2 separate regions of the Arachis hypogaea genome follow, and region 1 is linked to region 2. A link is a contact called in public Hi-C data. All regions are on one chromosome and are shown on one strand. Each heading gives the region's core, a stretch centred on a gene start, on an enhancer-like site or on the middle of the called end of the contact. The rest is flanking DNA. Distances are from core to core; before and after follow the strand shown.

The links. A called contact is a pair of places that touch in the nucleus more often than the background predicts.
Region 1: a contact with region 2 is called in a Hi-C map of an unstated tissue, with 3 times the contacts expected there. The contact joins two enhancer-like sites. A contact is called at or near these places in 4 of 8 Hi-C or Micro-C datasets (leaf and an unstated tissue).

What each region holds. Positions count from the first base shown.
Region 1 is chr14:137,464,889-137,470,716 of arahy.Tifrunner.gnm2.J5K5, reverse strand. No RefSeq gene overlaps it. Among protein-coding and RNA genes, the nearest start is that of LOC112744493, 15 kb to the left of the region's middle. Within about 2 kb of position 1,681, at least 3 of the 3 cell types and tissues checked have open chromatin away from gene starts, as enhancers often do.
Region 2 is chr14:137,428,073-137,433,771 of arahy.Tifrunner.gnm2.J5K5, reverse strand. No RefSeq gene overlaps it. Among protein-coding and RNA genes, the nearest start is that of LOC140178771, 14 kb to the right of the region's middle. Within about 2 kb of position 1,586, at least 2 of the 3 cell types and tissues checked have open chromatin away from gene starts, as enhancers often do.

The DNA of each region.
Region 1 (5,828 bases), core at 432-2,931, 37 kb before region 2:
TTTCCGATCTAAAAGTAATGATTATTCGTTTATTTATTTTATTCACGGGAAAATCATTATCATCATAGTTCAACATGCAAAGTAATTGCACACCCCATGTTGGCAAAGGTTTTCAACCTCCACAAGGTTTCCTCATTAAAAAATTACTTGATATGTGATGTAGTTTGTGTTCTCCTCCTTCGTTTATTTTTGTACATCAAGTTTCTCGTGTATTATGTCGATACCTATTTTGGCACTTTCCAATTTTGATATGGTCCTAACTTTAACGTATTAATATTTCATTTCTACTGCTGGATCATGCGTATACTTAATTTTTGTCTATGCAAATATCACATTTAATTTAATTGGCAATGAGTTATAACTCAAATGGCATAATCTCTCCATATTCAATTAAGAGGTTGCGAGTTCGAATTTTCTATCTTTGGCAAAAAAAATATCAAATTTAATTTTGATGCACTGTACGTATAAAATAATTTTACACGTATATTTAATTAAGTAACGTCACATCAGTAAAAATTACTTGTTAAAAAAAATTTGAGAATATAAAGTGTAATCTTTAACCCTTCATTATTCTCTTTCGCATATTTATTCTTGATCTCACTTATAAAACTAATGGTGAGAGATCACACTTTACTCTCTCAATTATTAAAAAAAAAATGAGAGGATCAATTCCCCGTGATAACTACTAAACAAGTCTTCCATAAATTAATTAAACCTTTTTTTGGTTCACTTGCCAACTAAACCTCATGCACTCCTTAAAAAGACACCATTATTGGACTTTCGTTTATGGGCTTGATTAATAGCTCCTATAATATACAATGATACTTTGAAAAAAAAAAGCCCATCATGTTGGAAGGTGAGAAGCCCAGTGGACCGGGACTTGATAGTGTCTTCGTCAACACTTTTTTTCATTTGGTTTGTATATGAAAATGATACACTAATTTTTTTCTTTTGTATACAAACGGGGATTACAGATAAAAAACTAACCGAGGTAAGGTAGGGCTTCTATGGTCATCAACTAAAAATAAAATGGATCTAAGATTGTAGTGGGGTACATCAATGAAATTAAAAGCAGGCTCTCACTTTATATAATGCATATATAGTTTCATTTATCTTAATCATTGAGTCTATTTTATAAATTGTTATAAAGAATCTAGGACTTCATAAGTGTACGGACCTGAAAAAAATAAAAGGTAATATCTTGTGTTCAAACCAAAAAGTTCTCACCAGGAGACCTATCTCACAATTTTAAGTCGCATATTATTTTTTAATAGATTATTTTTTCAGATAGATTAGACAACTTTTAACTTTAGACATTATAATATCACAAATTCACCCATACTGCCAATGATGTTTGAACTCTGAAAATTCGGTTTTAAGGGAAAAGAAATTTTTTTTCTCACGGTATCCCCCAATTTGGTAGGTTAAGAATTAATTCGTCGTAGATTTGAGCTCCATTTAAGGGTTTGTGCCGGCTAATGAATTACTGTATGTACAAAACGAGATTCGAACCTCTCACACTTGATTAAGCGGATTTGTGAACTAACTACTAGACCATAGACCAACCCAACTTGGTCAGAGAAAAGAAACATAAAAAGGCTGGTCATTGAACTGGGCGTTTTCAGCACTTTACCTAATGAATAATGGGCCACCTATACACTGTGTTGTTTCATTTTGGGCTTAATTGGGCCAACTACCATGCATATTGTACACGTTTTGCTCAGTTTCACCCATTGTAGTTGGGTTGGGGCCCAGCAGTGATCAATGTGTAACTCATTTTCATGACAAAAATTGAAATAATAAAAAAAAAACTCACTACACATGTATCCTTTATGTAAACACCATTTTGATATCAGTATTTTTTTAACAACATATATTTTTTGTTTAATTAATTAAAAAAATAATTTAAATACATAATTATTTAATAATAACTGTATTTTCATACAAATATATATATCAAAAGTGCTTGGTGTATATAAAGAGTATTATTGATGAAAAACAAATATATAGAATCTAATTGTGTGCTTTTTCATTTTCCATCAATCTCCATTGATGACTCTGACTCATGATGAATATGGAGAAACATACCATTCTGAATTTAATATGTAACCAATTCAAGCAATTTTTCCAGTTCTGGACACTATGCCTTATCCTAGGAGTTGGACTTGGACCAAAATATTAAAGCATTCTTCATCAAAAACACAAACACACTAGTTTGGAATTTTTACTTTATGCTGTTGATGGGAACCAAATGCTAGCTAATTTCAATAACCTTGATTTTAGAAATTAAAACTAGCAACCTTCATTAAATAAAATCTACATTTATATACTGTACTTGTATAAGGTAATTTTTCTATTATATATTGAAAGTGCATACATAGACTTAGTGCTGAAATTAGAGGATCCCAAGAAAGGTATGATGAGTTATCAATGCATTGATTATTAGAAGGTGGTGCATGTGTTCTACTTGATCAAATAATTCAGGTGGTTAAGACATAACAATCAAAATATTGCTAATGCATATATAACATATATATAGCATCTCCTAATGAGTAACCTTTGTATTAATGATGGGAAACAAGAGAACAAAATTGCCAGTTGTGGAATTGACATTACATTATTTATTTATTATAATTATTATGTATATTATATGTTATTAATCAATTTTGATTAAATTGATTGAAAAATGAAAACCTTTCTCTAGAGATTGAAATTTGAAACTGTGGTATTTGTTTTCACAAACGGATGCAGTGGCCAAAAGAGGCATGTAGGGCCAGTCAAAAGGAGCACTTGTTTGTTAAATAAATAAATAAATAATGGTTTGTTCATCTCATCACTAATATAGCTGTAATATGTGAAGCACAATTTTCATATTGAGCTGGTTTTAACTCCAACTTTCTGAAACTTGCTCAGTATGAAAGGGACTATTAGGTAGAAATGTCAGAGGGCATATTATTAATAAGGATGGTTTATTGTGTATGTTACAACTTTGAATTGACATCATAGGGCCACCAATCCCATACTTATTAATTAGGGTTACTTCATACTTCATTATGTTTGTTTTTAATATATGGATTTAATTAATCAAGCACAAATTTCACTCAAGTCCCCTTAATTATTCCTATTTCATAATGAAATACTCTTGTCATTCTTTATTTTGGTTGGAAATTTTTTATAATTAAATGTTACACAATAATAGATTCCACACATATATCATAGTTCAATTAAGAAGTTAATTTTTAAAAAATGAATACCAACTAATTTTTTATATTATATACTCTTTTATCTCAAATATTGAACTCTAAATTTTAAATCTTAAATTCTTCAAAAACATAAGAGTTTAAAAAATAATATTATAATAAAAAAATAATTAATATTAATTAATCAAAAGTTAACTCCTTATATAAAACAGAAATAAGCCAAAGCAGGAGAGAAATTACATGCAGCCAAACTGAAAATCGCTTCACGAATCAGCTAAAGCACATTACTATGTAATTCGAACTAGCTGGATTCGAATTATGTTAACACATAAATCGAACCAACCAAATTCGAATTATGAAAGAACACGTGATGAACATAATTCGAACATAGATGGTTCGAACTACCAATGAGCATAATTCGAACTAGACTTGTTCGAATTACACCCTTGAACGCTTCCCCAAGTAATTCGAACCTAGTTGGTTCGAATTACTCAAAATTTGACTCAAATAGTAATTCGAGTAAAGTTGATTCGATACATGAACCAGATTTACTTTTGGCGAATTTGTGTAAATAATTAATCACCATGACTTATTAACGTTTTTTGCCCTTTAAATAATATTACAATTTTTTTTTTTTAAGAACACAGAGAAAATTTGTTGGCATAATCAATGTGGTGGAAAAGTGATCAGAAGATGCCAAAAAAGTGAACCTTAATTAATTAGAATCTAACGAGCTAGCTGAGTTGTGACTAGAAATTAAAGAATTGGATTTAGTTGGGTTAAAAGGGAAATTAAAGGTTATATAAAAAGATTAGTTAGCTAGGTAGCTAGTTGCCAGAAGTAGAAAAATGGGTTCACCAAAATGGAACAGTGCTGGGGTATAGGCAAAGATAGAAGATTGGGATAGCTGTTAATGATTTTGTAAGAAAGTGGGACATTGCACATGATCATGATGATAATCATAATAATAGAGAGATAAAAACTTGCAGTGTAATTCAAAGCAGAAAGAGATAAGATTGGCAAAACTTGACACATTATTTTTAGTAAAGAGAGACACCTGCTTTCCTGATAATTATTTATTGTGCATTCCACATCTAATTGGATTTTTTTTATAAATAAATAATTTAATTATTTTATTTATTGAAATATGTAATTTATAGCGTATTTATTCATTTAAATTACATTGATTTATCTCATTTACAGTATAAATAAAATAATTATAAATATATCTTATTTATATTGTAAAAGTATATACATTATTTTTGAATAAAATTTCTAAATTATTTTGATTAAATTGATTGAAAAATGAAAATCTTTCTCTAGAAATTGAAATTTGAAACCGTAATATTTGTTTTCACAAACCGTTCAAAAATAATGTATATAATTTTACAGTGTAAACGAGATACATTTATAATTATTTTATTTATGTAATAAATAAAATAGATCAATGTATTATAAATTGATAAATATGCTATAAATTACATATTTTGATAAATAAAATAATTAAATTATTTATTTATAAAAAGAATCCCATCTAATTAATGGTTTTTTTATTTAATTTATATAAAAAAAGAGGAAAATAAACTGAAATTAATTGGTACATTACTTTGGATCCTTTGACCAAGACTGCACTGATTTTTTTTTTTTTTTTGGTGAACCACACTTTAGAAACCTACTACTAATTAATTAAGGTATTGTGAACTGAAATTCTTAAATAAAAAAATTCAAATATAATTAAAAGAGAGAAGCAAGCTATTTGAATACACAAATATATGTGGAGAATGACCCTTCACTGAGCATGTAATTAAATGTTAGTGGGTACTATGTGAATTGTGATGCATGAAATACTTAAAAAGGGTTATGATGATTTCATTACATCTCTCTCCCAAAGACCACCATGTGGAATTATATATGATCTATCAGTGTATGTACATATATATTCACCATAGATTATTTTTTATTTTTGTATTTACTATTTTCTTCTTCTTTTTTTTTTTTGTCACCAAAGGATACATCAATATATAAATGTGTTTATGATTAAGATAGACTTTCTTTTATGAATTTAGCAATTAATTATTCTTCATTAATTTAATTAATAAAAAAATAATATATAGATATTACAAACAAACAATGAATACACTACTAAAAAAATTATTTTTAATGGATATTTATTTTATTTTTAACAATAATAAAAATAATCAATAATATATTTAACGGTAATTAAATATTAACTGTCTTATGTTTTATCATTAAAAGACTTTTGTGATAATTATATAATTTTTAATAAAAATTTTAATGATCATAAAAATATATAATTATTATTATAATATGTAATAATAATAACAAATAGATATAATTATTGTTAAAAATATTAGTTAAATAAAATATATATTAACTATTATGTTATTACTACTAAAAAATAATTTTTATTGTAGTGATTTATAATGTTGCCAAATCTCATGAGAAAAATTAAATCTCAATGTAATTTATCCTAAACCTTTTTATGCCGCCTATATAATTGGTAAAACTTTCTTTCAACTTAAATTTTCATTATCATAAATTTCCAAGTCATCATGTATGTAATTATTTTACTTGAGAGCATTCTCCACGTATCTTTTAATTCCTTTC
Region 2 (5,699 bases), core at 337-2,836:
ATATATAACTATTTTTATATATCATCTAATAATATTTAGCTATTAATTTTATATAAAAATATAAATTTTAACCATGTAAACATTAAGAATCTAACTTCTTTTAGGGAGACTAAGATTTACATCTATTAAATAATTAAGATAGTATTCATAATCAACGGACTATAACTCAATTAGAATAGTCCTTCCTCGTCTAGAAGACTTACTCTTAATTTAAAAAAAAAATATATTCATAAAATATTTGTAAGATTATTCGTTAAAGTGGCTCTCCTTTTAATAGTGAGAATCAACTCATATACGTTATTATTAACTACACATGACGGATCCAAAAATTTGATAGTGGAGGACCGAAAATTAAAATATTATATAATTAAATATAGTATTCTATATTTAGTAATATATATCATCATAATTATTATTTTTTTATTAAAAAATATTAAAAAGTATTTGTTATATAAAAAAAGTTATCTTAGTTCTTATATTTTTTTTTTATTTTAGATTCGATAAAATATAAAAATTATCTATTTTTTAATTAGTTTACTTTATTGAGTATTATTGTGTAAGTAAGTTATATTTTTGTACTTCATATCATAAAAAAATATGCTATAAAATAATATAAATAAGTTCTAATAATTTTATTATATGCATTTAAAATGTATTCATGAATAAAATATATAAAATATAATCGTTTTAATGAATCACTTAATATGTTATAATTTAATATCATAAGAAAAATAAATAAATTTTAAATAATTTACTTTCAAGTATGTACTATAATAAATATATATATAATGATTTTTTTAGTTATAAATATTAAAATATTTTTATATGATAATAGGTGTGAAAATTTAAAAAAATTAAAAATTTAAAATTTAAATTTTAAAGATTTAAAAATTTGTTTAATCAAAAATTGATTAATAATAATATATTCTTTAATTTAAGAATTATTACTTATTTTTGAGTTTAATAATTTAATTATTTATATAAGATAATTATTTATTCTATCTTTAAATAAAAGTAAAATTATATAATATATAATAATTTTATATATTTAAAATTATTAATTTTTGTTCAAAAAAATTGGGGAGTCAAGGCCTATACCTGCCTCCCTTAGATTCGTCCCTACATGTTATGAAATTTGATCAAGGCTGAGAAAATTAATATTTTACGTAAAATTAAAAGAATAAATTATATATATAAATATAAAATAATAACAAAATGTAAATTATAAAATCGTCTCACTTAATAAAAATTTTCTAAAATCGGTTAATTCATTTAAAACTATAATATTTTTAAGAGATAAATCTATATTTTAGCTATAAATTGACTAAACTAACCCTAAACACAACTACTCTACCTTGTGGATATTAGCATTTTACAGAGGTAGTTGATTATGTAACAAACAATAAATTAAATTGAATTGGTACAACAAATCCCCCAGCCACTCAACAGATCCACAATAAATTAATTAAAACAAATTAAATTAAGTTGCAACTAAAATCTGGAACATGCATGATACATAGTATGGTGTAGTCATATGTTTAGGGTTTAGCCCAACAGACAAAAAAGGACAGACAAGATTTTAATTGAAGGTGCTTAATTATGTTTTGAATAGTGGGGTGAACACATAATAAAGACAATGGCTAGTTGAATAGGGTGGAGGAACATATACTTAGTGGCATGTGAATCAGAGGAAAAAGAAACTTTTTATCTTAGCCAAATAAGGAAAACCATAATGGCTCCTGTTCTTATTCACATGCTAATATTTATGATTTATCCCATAGAAAGATTCTTTGCTACTTAGTTTGTTCACAATGTGTATACATATCAATCTCAAAATTTCGTTTTACAATCAATCAATAGGATTTGGATCTTCTAAAGTTTGAATTTCACTTTAGAGAATCCAAATCCCATTGATTAATTGTAAAACAAGTTCTCAGATTGATATGCATACACATTGTGAGCAAACTAAGTAGCAAAGAATTTTTCAATGTGGCACAAAATTTTTTAATACCTAAAAAATATTTCTTCTAATTTTCATATGTTAGTAAAATTGTAGAAGATATTTTTTACAATTTTCTAAAAGTATAAGAGTAATTTACTCTTATACTTTTAGAAAATTGAAGATATAAATTCTAGACTATAGAATTATATAAATTATTTATAAAAGATGTATTTACAAGATTTTAAACTCTAGACACTACTTAAATTGTATAAATTAAAGATGCTTACTGCTCAAACCAACTTTTTGTTAGTGGAGTTATGGATATTCACTTCTGATTTGATTTGAATTTGATTTAACTTTTTTTTTTTTGTCATTTTGAGGCAATTGTTACAATATCCTCCAAACAATGCACAATAAAATTATTTTGAACACTTTTAACACATAGAATAATCGCCTATTTAATCAATTAAATAGATAAATAAAATTTTTGAATAAGAATAATTTTTTAGAACATGCATTAAATCATTAAATATACTATAGAATTACGCAAGTATTTCCCAAGTTTATAGTTCTATGAGAATAATTAAATATGATTGAATGAGTTAATTATCTAGAGTTTTTTTTTTTTTTTGGTGACTAATTATCTAGAGTTTAATTCAAACACCGTACTATAAATTCATAAAAATATGCAATATATATATATATATATTTCACGTGTTAAATGTGTCGATAATTAAGCTTATTATGCGATAATACATCACAAAAATGGTTCTTGTTTTTTTAGTCTGATCCAAAACTTTTTATCACCTAATTTGGGAAAAGTATGGAAGTACTTACTTTCGTTTTTGGTAATGAGTTTTTCTTTTTATTTTTGGTATTTGAATTTTCCTTTAGTTTTAATACTACAAAAATTTTCCAAGCCCAATTATGAAAAATACATTGAAGCCCAATTACTAAAGCATTTCACTTAGCAGTGCAGATTAAGTAGATGTTGATAATTCCACCCGTTACAGAAAAAATTTTGACCCAATGATACCAACCCAGCCCAGAATAATTTTTTTTCCTTAGAACAGCCTAATGTAATATATGTCTAAGGGGTCGGGCAGCAGAGGGGGTAGGGTCGGGCACTAAGGGGTCGGGTCATGGGGGTGTTTCATGTTCTGGTTGTCTGGCCGGGTCAGTTCTCTGGCCCATGGTCATGACAAAAAAAAAAAAAAAAGAATGTTCAATAGATAGGGTAAAAAATAAAAATGTTACTACACCTTCTACTATATTTGTGTCTATTAGTAGTTTAATTCATCAGCATATTCCAAAACATTATATGGTAGAAAGAAATCTAAGAAGGTTTTACTTTTTAAACACTAAAGTGGCGCATTCTAATAATTAAAATTATGTTTAATTATTTTGTTCGTCTGTATTATTTTACTAAATTTTTAATTAAATTTTTATATTTTTTTAATTGAATTTTTATATTATTTTTAATTTTATAACTACTTTTGTTTACGTCAAAAATATTAAAATTAATAGAATATTTTTTTTAAATACATGTAGTAAAAAAATTAATTTAATTTTTAATTATAAATATTTAATTTGTAAAAAAATATTCAATTAATTCTAATATTTTTTATATTAAAAAATATCTAATTATAAAATTAAAAAAAATATAAAAACTTAATTGTAAAATTGGTAAAATTATAACTATCAACAAAATAATTAAACCTTAAAATGATATAGTATGACGATATTTGTTGAGATATCAAGCATATGGAGATAAAGTTTTAAATCAGTGAAAAATAAATTAAGTAAAAAATATGTAAAATATAAACCTTATAAACGCGCACGTACCTTGATATTTTAGATTAAGATATATGTGATATTTTATCCACTGTTATCGTTGTTCTCTTTGATAAGTTTGAAAAATTTTAAATTAAATTGACGATGATCATACATTATTAAAATAATTAATTATAAATTATTAATTTAATCTTTCAATTAATATTTGTTAATTAATAATTTTGTTATGTGTAAATTTTAACTTGGGCCGAAAAATAGCAAGCCCAATGAAAAGTGAATTTTTAGTCTTGTGCAAATATATTTAAATTTATTGGCTGAATTATTGTTATGATAGCTGGGCCAAAATTCATTGTGCAAGCCCAAATCTGATACTTGGTGAATGACCAACTAGCTTGGTCCGAATTGAAATTGAAAGAAAAGGGCCACAAGCTATCAGAAGAAGGTAGATGAAGCTAGGCTCAAGCATGAAGCCATTGTAATGATGGCAGTAAGAAAAAGAAAATCTACAGTATGGTGTGGCTGAGATCTTTGCCACTAAAGACAAGGTGTGGTGAAAAAGTCTCAAGCCTTTCATAACCAAAAATGGAAGAAATTCATTTCGGCCAGAGGAAGAAGATCCATTGGAAGCATGACTCATCTCTACTTTTGCTCAACCACTACAAGAGGTAGCTACTATAACTACGTGGAGGATGAGGCAGAAGATAAGAGCAGGAAGAGCTATCAAGCAATCAAGGACTCATCAAGAGCTAGGTATCCTTTTTGGGGAGCAAGTCAAGATGGAAGGCCCGGATTGATGGATCTTGGTAAGAAGGGATGACACAGAGGTAATTGCATGTTAGTTTTAGCATTCGGTTTCCTCTCTCCTCTCTTTGGCCGAACTGATTTTTGCATGAAGAAGAAGAAATTGGCTTGGTTCAACAGTTTCAACCTTGGAGGCTTCTCCTTCTATAAATAAGGGAAAACAACCAGGGATTGAAGTAAGGAGTTAAGAGTGCAAAGCACAGAGTTCTCATAGCTACACAAACTAACAAAAGTTCTTCTCCTTCAATGTTTTTCATGTTGTATTTTTCTGTTTAGTTTTGTCTGTCTTAAGTCTCATGGAAAAAGACAAACAGTGAGGTTTGAATGAAAAAGCCATAGAGCAGAAAAAGGCAGAGTATACAAAATTAAAAGAAAAGGCCATAAATGTCCTTAAAGATCATTTGTACATCTGTGTTGTGTTTCATGATTCTGTGGAAATTCCCTTACAAGTTGGGTTAGCATTTAGCAGTTGAAAGCTTGGTAGGTGACCAAGTCAAGTTCAGGATTGAGGATAGATTCTGGACTTGTCCCGGATAGGAAGGGTAGTTCCTAGGGAGAATTAGTGTCTGTAATCTGTTTGATTATAGTGAAATTCCATCATTGTTGTGATGAAGATTGGATGTAGGCTGCACTGCACTTAACAGCTGAATCAAGATACTTCTAGGTGTGATTCTCTCTCTCTCTTCTACTCAATTTCTGGTTCTGTTCGTAGGAGACAAAAATAAAAAATATCTCCTCATTGATTACGAGACAAAAAGAAAATATCTCTTGACTATTGATGAGACAAAAAACAGAAATATCTTTTAAAGCATTTTAAAAGGCAGCAAGTGTTATACAATAAAAAAGGGGCTAAAATTCGACCCCTTCTCTTAGCCACCGATAAACTATCACTCTTAATTCATTAGTTACAACAAATAATTTATAAATAAATATATAAGTATATAGAATCAGATCAGATAGGGGGCCCTTTTGTTATTAACCGCCATTGCCGACTATGTGTTTATGATGTTCCAACCAAAGTCACTCTCAAGTCTCAACAGAGATAGGGAAAAAAAAATAGCAATTTTATTATACAATAATGAGTCAAAATAGAAACAAAACTACAATATATCATACTTAGTCCCAAAATATATAACTATTCTACTAGCTAGGGCTCACAAAA